2 separate regions of the Gossypium arboreum genome follow, and region 1 is linked to region 2. The links are chromatin contacts, called in public Hi-C maps. All regions are on one chromosome and are shown on one strand. The core of a region is the stretch at or near the end of the contact, and the rest is flanking DNA. Distances in the headings are between cores, read along the strand shown. Region 1 has its middle 22 kb from the start of LOC128279903. Region 2 holds the start of LOC108465243 (transmembrane 9 superfamily member 2-like).

Region 1 (4,691 bases), core at 722-3,221, 92 kb before region 2:
AAAATTAAAAATCTAAACTTATGATCTAATCAATAAACTTGAAGTCTAAATCTAAAATCTAATCTGGAACATAAGAATTAAATTTTAAAATAAAAATCTAATTAAAACTTAAATTTAAAAATCAAAGATTTAATTTAAAAACTGAATTTTAAAAGTAACCTAACATTTGAAATTTGGGAAAAATCTAATTTAAATCTTACTGTTAAAAATCCTAATATCTAACATAATATAAAAACCCCTGAAAATCTAAATTAAAAATCAAAGCCCCTAAGAAGTCACATCTAGTCAAAATAAATTCAATACTAGGGTACAAAACCCTAGCTGCAAGTGTAATGCAGACTGGCCATCGGGCCGAAAGGAAACGGGCTTAAAATTGGGCTCTGAATGAAATTAGAATTGATTCTATTTTAAAAAAGGATGTTGGGTTGCAAGTTTAAAAATGTACTCCAAATTAAAAATTCTGATTTTTGATAAAATGTTCTCAAATTTAAAACCCGACTTTTTAAAATAAATGGACTTAGATTTTTAAAGTTAGCTTAATAGCATAATCCAAACCAAAAACTAAAATGGGCTCCCAACGGGCCAAATATGGGCTTTTAATGGGTTCGAAACCGAAACTGATTCGAAAGGGCTTCGAGTTTAACCAAAATGGGCTTTAATCTTAAAAAACAGGTTCAATTAGGCTTTATGGACCTAAAACAGATTTGAAATGCCTTAAACTCAAATTGTTGATTTTAAAAGTAAATACAAATCGAATTAATCCCAAGCTGGTTTGGCCTTAGATTTGGAAAACGAAAATTTAATCAATTTATACCAGCTTATTTAACAAATTCTAAATTCCAATTTAGTTTTTAGAAATTCATTAAATTGTTGATGTAGTCTTAAGAATCCAAATAAATTCAATCAAAAGCACATAAACTTCGAAATGCTAAAAAATGAACTTATTTAGAAAATATGACCCCTTTTATACCTTTTTTATCAAACCCAAATACAGGTGATAATAGGTCTAATTTACATGTTTATTGTGTTTAATTTTGATAAATTCTTGAATGAGATACTGCTAATTTTGAATTTATTTTTTATTTTTAATAGGAGTAAAATTAAGGTTAGAAAGTAAAAATGCAAAAATGTGGACTATCGTAAAAGTTTTGAGCCAAAGAATGAAGTTAATGTACAAGATCTATTTTAAGAACTTTTATTTTGGGATTTGTTTGTAAAGTTTTACTTTTAATTTTCATTAAAATAATATTTTAATTTTCTTTTTAGTATTTTTCATTAATATTTCGTTAGGATAATATTTTAGATAAAAAGTTTAACTAGGATTAGGCTTTTATATTGTTAATATATATTTATATATATGCGCTTGTAGGGTAGACTGATATGGGTGTTAAAAGCAGTTGTCAAAACGCTGCTCTTAATTGTGTTTCAACTTAAATAAAACAGTGTGTTTTGATTTTTTAGAAAAACGATGTGTTTCAATGTTTGGGTCTGTTAATGAAATGATGTGTTTCATTAGTTTTGTTTTTTGTGATACTTGTGTGTCGTGTCTGTTGCTACGGTCTCATTTCCTTTTCCATATTTCTGTTGTTTTGTTGAGGAGAGAAGCAAGCAGTAAATAAATCAGTTTTTTCTTCCTCTCTAGATTTCTCTCGTATTCTCTTTTCTGTGTGTTGTTGTCTAGCTTGTATCAAAGATATCAGAGCTCAGACGTCCTCCATGGCCGGCGAGGGTGTCAGAACAAGATCTCTGAATGATGCAACTCAAATTCAATAGGAGTTGGCTAAGCTCCAGCTGGAGGTTAATGAAACAGCAAGCTCGATGCTAAGATAAAGGACTTTAGGGATGATTTTAGATTGGAGATGAAGGAACTGTTTGAGCAGTATTTAGGCCACTCAACACAAGCCACGCCCACCGCTTCTGCAGTTGACAAGGGGAAGGGAGTGGTAGGAGGGCATCCACCTGGATTCCCACCCAAAGAGCATCTATCCCTTTCTCCTTTGGGTGAGCTGAGCAATATGTTGCGACCTAGTAGTTGGGAGACATCGCAGAAAGTTCCCAAACTTGAGTGCCCTTGATTTGACGGCTCAGATTTTCAAGGATGGTGGGCTAAACTTAAGCGGTATTTTGAAGCAGAAGGCACTCCAGACCACGCGAGAGTGTGAACAGTGATGCTTCGCCTTGAAGGAAAAGCGTTAGATTGGCATCACTTCTTCACTCAACTGCAAGGGGGTTCCATTTTTTGACATGGCCATCTTACGCTCACCACCTCAAAGAGCGCTTTGGGTCTAGCACCTATAAGGACCCCATGGCTGAACTGGTCAAACTCAAACAAAGAGGGACTGTGGATAGTTATCATGACACTTTCATCAGCCTCCTCAACCAGTTGCAACTACTTGAGAACTACGCTCTCAACATCTTCACTAGCAACCTCAAGGCAGAAATAGGTCAGTATCTCCAACTATTTAAGCCTACGTCCTTTGTTGAAGGGTTCCTAGTGGCTAGACAAGTCGGGATATATTAGCTGCATCCCCAAAAAAAAAGTTAACCTCCGGGATTAGGGACAAATCACAAAGGAGTTGCATTGTTTCCATCACCTGCTTCGCTGTCCAAGTTGCATTCTGCTCCCATTTCCCCTAAGGCAATGACACAGAACAGTAATTCAACTCACACTACTAGTTCGATCAGGAATAGATTTGTAAACCCGTAAACCGGCCCTAGACATTATAGTTGAATCTCGAAGATCACATTAAGCATTATAAAGGTATAATAGAAACATTTGGAAGTTAAAAGGTACGGTAAAAACATTTGGAAGTTTTTCTCTTTTAAAAATTGCCTTCGCAAAATGTCTTTGAGTCTTGTTTTAAGCAAAACTAAAATTTAGTTGATATCGTTTAATTTTAGAAAAACTAAAGTATTGAGAGTGTATTAAGAAAACATCGTAATTCAAGTAAAACATCATAGCGGACAAATTTCTATATCTAAAACTCATGTGTCGTTTTGAAAACATAGATTAACATACATCTTGTAAAATATCAGTTTCGTGAGCAGATTGTGTCGTGAAATGGAAACTTAGTATTGAATTTTTGAAAACATTGTTACTGACCTTTTTATTATTTTATATAAAATCCATCTTAAGTTGTTATTTTTGCAAATCCTTTAAATGATAGTTTTTAAAATATAAACTATACAGAAAAATCCCAATCTAAAATTCAAAGTCTAACAAAAAAAAAAAAGTCCAAGCCGAAAGTAAATAAACAAATCCTAGAATATCAAATACTGATAAATATAAGGTTTTTTTTTTTTAAAAAATGACCAAGAGCGCCTTTGTAGCCGAGCCCATCCTAACTTCGATTATCTGAAAAATCAGAATTTAAAGGGGTGAGCTTAAAAAGTCTAGTGTGGGTTACCAATAATAACAATAACAGAATTTAACTCATACCAACATTAATTTAAGCTTATCATAATATGTCAAATATTCATTCATAGAATCAGATATGGTAGAATGCACAACGATGATGTCAATGTAATGCTTTTTAGAAAACATTGTAGTTTTTTAGAAAACAAATCCTACTCTGTTACACACTATAAAGAGTCCCCTAAAACTCATCCATCCAATAACACACCAATAATGTGGACTAGCCACTAGATAGTGCAGTTGAGCCGCCAAAAATAAAATAATGTGGTCGAACCACTAGATATTGCAAATTTACTACCAGATACTTCCTCCGTACATATTTTCCCAACCCCATGCATGTGATATGGGATACAGAACAGATTTTCAATAGGCATGCTTTACACGTGAATCAGAATATCGAAAAATGGCATGCTTAACATGCGGATCAAATCTCGTATATATTTTATCACAATGACATGCTTAACATGCAAATCAGAATCAGAATTAGAATTAGAATCAGAATATGGCATGCTTAACATGAGAATCAGAAGATTAAAATGGTAAAATATTTTTCATTCGAATAAGAAAATCGATAATCATATTTTCACATTATTTGCACATACATAATCCAATAGCCATAAATCACATGTCATGAGTAACAAAAATCACATAATTACATAATTTACAAAAATCGCCAAATCACAATCATTATCACAGATCTGAAGTTTCGAGAACTTACTTGGTGTCCTCTTTTATCGAATCTTAAATTAATCCTTAAGAACACTTTTTTGGTCAACCAATATTTCATTATTCAAAGAATAATATTAAAAATAATATTTTATTACTTATTAATTTATTTTTATCTATATTATCATCAACCATCATTATTAAAGTAAATCCCTACACCTTCTAAATCTGATTGCACAAATCTCGATTCCACTTTGAAAGGGGAGAGTTCGATTCTTGACTCACTACGGTTTTGACCAAATACTCGTGTTAGTACGAATTTAATAAATAAATAAATAACCCTTGGTTAAAAATGATTGTGATTCGATGAGACTTAGGTAATTGATTGTCAAATTGCACACTTCTACAAGTGGAATACGATTCCAGGATTTTTGAATGGCACTTAATGAAAGTATGATAAACAAAGTATTAGTAACATCCTAATCGAAATAATAGTATGAACGAAAGTCATGGATCAGAGGATCTTTCATACATACGTAATAACAAAGGAAAAAGGAAAGGAGGAAAGAAAAAGGGAGAAAATAAAAATGAAGTGGGGAGTGTATAGGTT
Region 2 (4,795 bases), core at 1,983-4,482:
GATTTTTTTCTCTGACAGAATTGCTGGGAAATGGCAAGGGACAATTAAAACCCCTACTCGCACTTGATAGACCTGTATATGTGACGCACGAAGAATAGCGAGGCACGGAAACCCACTGTCCCCAGCATGAGGAAGAATCCGTAGCAGATGCACGCCATGTAACCAAAGAAGAACGAGGTTTGCATAAAACCAGACATATCTGATCGTGCATAGTAATAATACAAGCAGTAGGCATAGATAAAGAGACCAGTTGATCCACCACAGACGAAAGACCTGTTACAAATTAAGAGCAGGGTATCATTAAATCAAGCAGATAAAAACAGACAGCTTCCACTAAATTTTCAACTAAAACAGAAAACTTTGTAATCCAACAGGTCAAACAAACGAAAAGAACCGATCAACCAAAACCATGATACAACTAGGCTGATGAACAATTCATGCTAACTTTAGTTACTGATAATTGAAAAACAAGGTAAAATACTCTTTAAATCTAGCAGAAATACATACTATCTACCTGCAGATAAACCAGTGCCATAAAAAACTATAACAGAATTCAGGCTCTGCTAGGTATTAAGGACACAAGTGAGGATGGAAGATTCATTAATCTAAAGGTTGAGCTACAAAGTAGGAAAGTAATTATGAACTTAACCATTTGGTTAACAAATTTTCCGTAACAAAGCATAAAGGGACTTGGTGCTTTGCTTCTCTTCAACTTTTTATCCATGCTAAATGAAAGAAGCTGAGAAAGTCTCAGGAAATTGCTAATTGGCGTGCAAACTACTTGTCATGAATCACAAACAGGGGGAGCAGTAGAAGAGAGATAAGATATAATATGAAATTGCACTTTTTATAATATTTCAAAATAGCAAAGCAAAAAGCATCGGAGAGATGAATACAAAAATAAAGTTTATGTACCTCCACCACCATTCATGATCTTCAGCAGCAAGTTGGAAATATGTCAAAGCCACAGTTATAAAAGCTGTGACAATCAGAAGGATTATGAATACAATAAACAAGATGCTGTATATAGTATAGATCCTGTGGCCCCAGACACTGGCGAATATGTAGTAAAGTTCAATGTAAATAGCACTAAATGGAAGAAATCCAGCCATTGCCATCTGAGGAATGGCACTCCTGTACCAAGGCAATGGTGGAATTTCTCGAGGATACTTCGTGGTGCGGCAAGGAGCTTGGAACTCAGCCCTGCTATTTTTGCCAGCAATACCACCCAGAACAAGCAATGGAGATGTCACGAGTGTCCATATGAGGACTATTACTACAATAGTTCCAAAAGGCAGTGCTGCAGTTGCACTGTATGCAATGGCAACTGTGTTAAGGAAGCAGAATGTAAGAAACAAGGGCCCACAGAAAAGGCAGCCAGTCAATAACAGATTCCTAACCTGTTTATCAGAGAAATCATGTAAATAAATTAGACCACTTAGAACCATAAATTTTAGAAACACCACATTAACATTTCATACTAAAAAACCATCTAGACATACCCAGTTTGTCCCTTCAAGCTGACAGTAGAAAGAAGTTGCTACGTAGCCTGCAATCCCTGACGTGAGGGCATATATTACCACCAGGGCAGTAAATAGAGCTCCTCTGTTGTATGGATAAAAGACACCAACCAGTGCAAGCATAAAAATGAAGACCGTTCTGATAGGCATACAAAGTTTCAAAGAAATTAGAGAGGGACATCAACTATTGACATAGATTTAGGAATGCATTAAAAGTCACTTCACAATTCTGAAAGAAACAAAAATACAAAACACGTGGAATCCTTACAAAGTGAACAGCTGTGTTCCAGATCCGAGAGCAGCAGCAAAGAGAGATTTGTACTTTGGGAAACGGAATACGTCTCCATGAATATACTTCCATCCAGTCTCTTCTTGATCATCAGCTGCTTCTTCATCTTGACCGTACCTGTTATAACAAATCAAATATTTATAGCAACAAAATGAAAGAAATAAAAGTAAGAGAATTATATCCAAATAAGGAAAGATATAACAGATCTCACTTAATGAAATCATTCTTCAAGACCCGCATGAGAATTGTTGCAAGGAAACCAGTCAAAAGGAGAACCGTCACACAAGAGTTGATAATTGAAAACCAATGAATCTCTAAATGATGCGGCAAAGAAGAAGACATGGAATATCTCTCCATCCTCTTCTCAAAAGGAGTATCAGTTTCCTTCCATTTCACAGTGTACATAAACTCAGCATCAACTTCCTTATCCTCAGTCAAGTCCACGAGCAAATGTGGATCCATCCTTGCGCTGATCTCAATAACACGATCCTTGTTATAAAGTACATCAAACTGAATATGCTTGTAAAGGTAATACTTGTACTCACTGGGATCAGCTTTTCCTTCCTTATCAACTTTGCCAATAAAACCCCAGATAGGCAAATCATCATAGTACATTTGGAAATAATAATCTTTTTCGACCGCCTTTCGGAAAAAGACAACCTCATCCTTTGAAAGTTTCTTCTTACAAACAACGGAAGAATCTTTTTCCTCTTTAAAATTCAGTTTATAAGGAGCACTGACGAGTCGATCTCCATTCAATACCTCACCTAATGCTTCTTTCTTCTCCTTTACATGATCTAAATTCCATTCCAAAAACCAACACCATTTATTAAATCTAAATTGAATTGCTTAAGATCTAATTTAAAAATAAAAACAAGAGAAAAAAAAGAACCTGGAGAACAGAAGGGCAGATCAAAGTAGCGATAGGTTTCACTGGAAACAAACAAACAAATAAATAATTTGAAGAATAAACCCCCAATCCAAAAAAATAAAAAGTTGTAAATATGAGATTGGAACTTGAATGTTCCAAAGGTGGGTATGGAATGAAGGCATTGAATTGTAAAGACGAGCAACAATCAGATCTAGTAATGAAGGAAGGAAATAAAAGGGTTACCACCTGGGGTTGTGGAAAGGGCCGACCTTGTTGGCGTAGAGAGGGACAGGGTCACCTTCTTTGTAACGGTGGTCGGAGGCGTCGGATCTAACATGGGAAACACAAGAGAGGATAAAAACTCCGAGGATTACAAAGGCCGGAGAGTTGCCAAAGTTTCTCATTTGGGTAGGATAATAATGAGAGAAAAAGGAAGATGTGTGAAAGGATTTGTGAAATTCTGCAATGCAATATATACATATGATGAGAAAAAAAAGAGAGAGAAACAAAAAGTGGGTATATCACATCACATATCATATACGGAGATATATAGCATTTTCTTTTTCTTTGTAAATAATATTAGATTATTTATTATAATAATAAAAAGTTGTTAATAATTTGAATTGAATCTAGATAAGCAAAATTAGATAATATTTACAGTAGAAAAAATTAGATGATATTAAAATGGTTAAAGTGTAATGTTAGTGTCTATACTTTAACTTAAAAAGTTAAAAATTCAATTCTTTTCACTTTTTCAATTTATAAATTTTAGTTTAGTCATTATCTTCATTAAAATTTCAGTTAAAATTTATCAATATAACATGTTTATTTTCCATCAATTATATGTCGCATTACATTAGGAAAACTTAATTAATATGCCAAATTAACAACTTTTAACCGAAAATACTTATAATTTTAATGATGGAACTGAAATTTTTAAATTAAAAAAGTGGGACTTAATTTGTAACTTTCAAAGTATAGTAATTAAATTTCAAATTTTATCACAATACAAAAACAATTAACATAATTTAACCTATTAAAATCCGTGTAAAGCCCATCACCTAAGGTAGTTTTGCCTCTTTGGTTTGGAGAAACAGTACGTAGTGGTGGAGTCAACCACCTGACTGTATAAAATAATGGCTATGTAATGACTTTTTTTTTTTACAAGAAAAGACGAGACTACAAACAGTTATACAATAACCATTCTTAGCATACTAACACCATGGAGGTCGTCACAAACAAGGAGTACTTCATATGGAGGCTGCTATTGAATTTAACAGTTACTGTTTAGTCTAAACTAAATTTTCAAAAGTTGAAATAGGAACTAAAATCAACTAAATTAAAGCACAATAACTATATCAACATTTATGCATAGTCCAAGGACTAACAACAAAATTTAACCATGGAACAAGTCGCTAAAAATGGGATGAATCAACTCACAATCTGATATGGCTTGGTTGTAAAGCTTCAACATATACTTTAATTTTTTTTCTTCTTTTTCCGTGGAAGTGAACTTGGTACTTGATGTGCCTGTTACAATCATCTATTCAAGCTTCGTAAAACATCCCAACCTCCAGACACTGCGGCAGCGGCACCCCAAGAACAGGCAGTGCAGGCCTACAGTTTTTGTGCAACACTTCGTAGAAGGCAAGCATGAATCTGTCAAAGAAGCTGGTGCTCTTGCCTATGTGAAACCTTGCTTTTCCTCGAACATGAATTACACCTGCTGTTTTTGCCTCGCTCAGTTCTGAAATCTCCTCTTGAACTGGCATATGATCAGACGGTAAACTGGAGCAGTTTTCTATATGCTCTTGCAAGCTATCCAAAACTTGACTAACAAAGTTGTCTCCTTCAAGGTTTAGGGAATCAGCATAACCATATTGAATCACACATGCATAAACTCCTCTAAGGCCCAACTCTTTCACCACAATCCTCTCATGTGGAGAAACTTTAGGAACCAGTAGATATCTAAGTGTTGTAAAAATAGTAACCTTGTGAAGCGATCTCATGTTTTTAGTATAATGTCCTAGGATGGGAGTCAATCCGTTTTGTATTTTAGTGTAAAAGAAGCACAATCCGGGAACCCTTTGCACACTCGGGTCAGATAACAGCATT

Evidence for each region. A called contact is a pair of places that touch in the nucleus more often than the background predicts.
Region 1: a contact with region 2 is called in a Hi-C map of leaf, with 3 times the contacts expected there. The contact joins the enhancer-like site here to the promoter of LOC108465243 in region 2. A contact is called at or near these places in 2 of 5 Hi-C or Micro-C datasets (both in leaf).

Annotation. Positions count from the first base shown.
Region 1 is chr1:44,000,226-44,004,916 of ASM2569848v2, reverse strand. No RefSeq gene overlaps it. Among protein-coding and RNA genes, the nearest start is that of LOC128279903, 22 kb to the left of the region's middle. Within about 2 kb of position 1,971, at least 2 of the 2 cell types and tissues checked have an H3K27ac peak or open chromatin away from gene starts, as enhancers often do. A contact at or near this core is called in leaf, where this site is marked.
Region 2 is chr1:43,909,639-43,914,433 of ASM2569848v2, reverse strand. It overlaps LOC108465243 (transmembrane 9 superfamily member 2-like), which reads right to left and starts at 3,232. Exons shown (of 7, transcript XM_017765567.2): 1 at 2,927-3,232; 2 at 2,702-2,742; 3 at 2,021-2,606; 4 at 1,789-1,926; 5 at 1,503-1,659; 6 at 916-1,400; 7 at 1-273. The coding sequence starts at 3,084. The coding sequence ends at 54. It overlaps LOC108465242 (probable potassium transporter 17), which reads right to left. Exons shown (of 8, transcript XM_017765566.2): 8 at 3,870-4,795. The coding sequence ends at 4,228.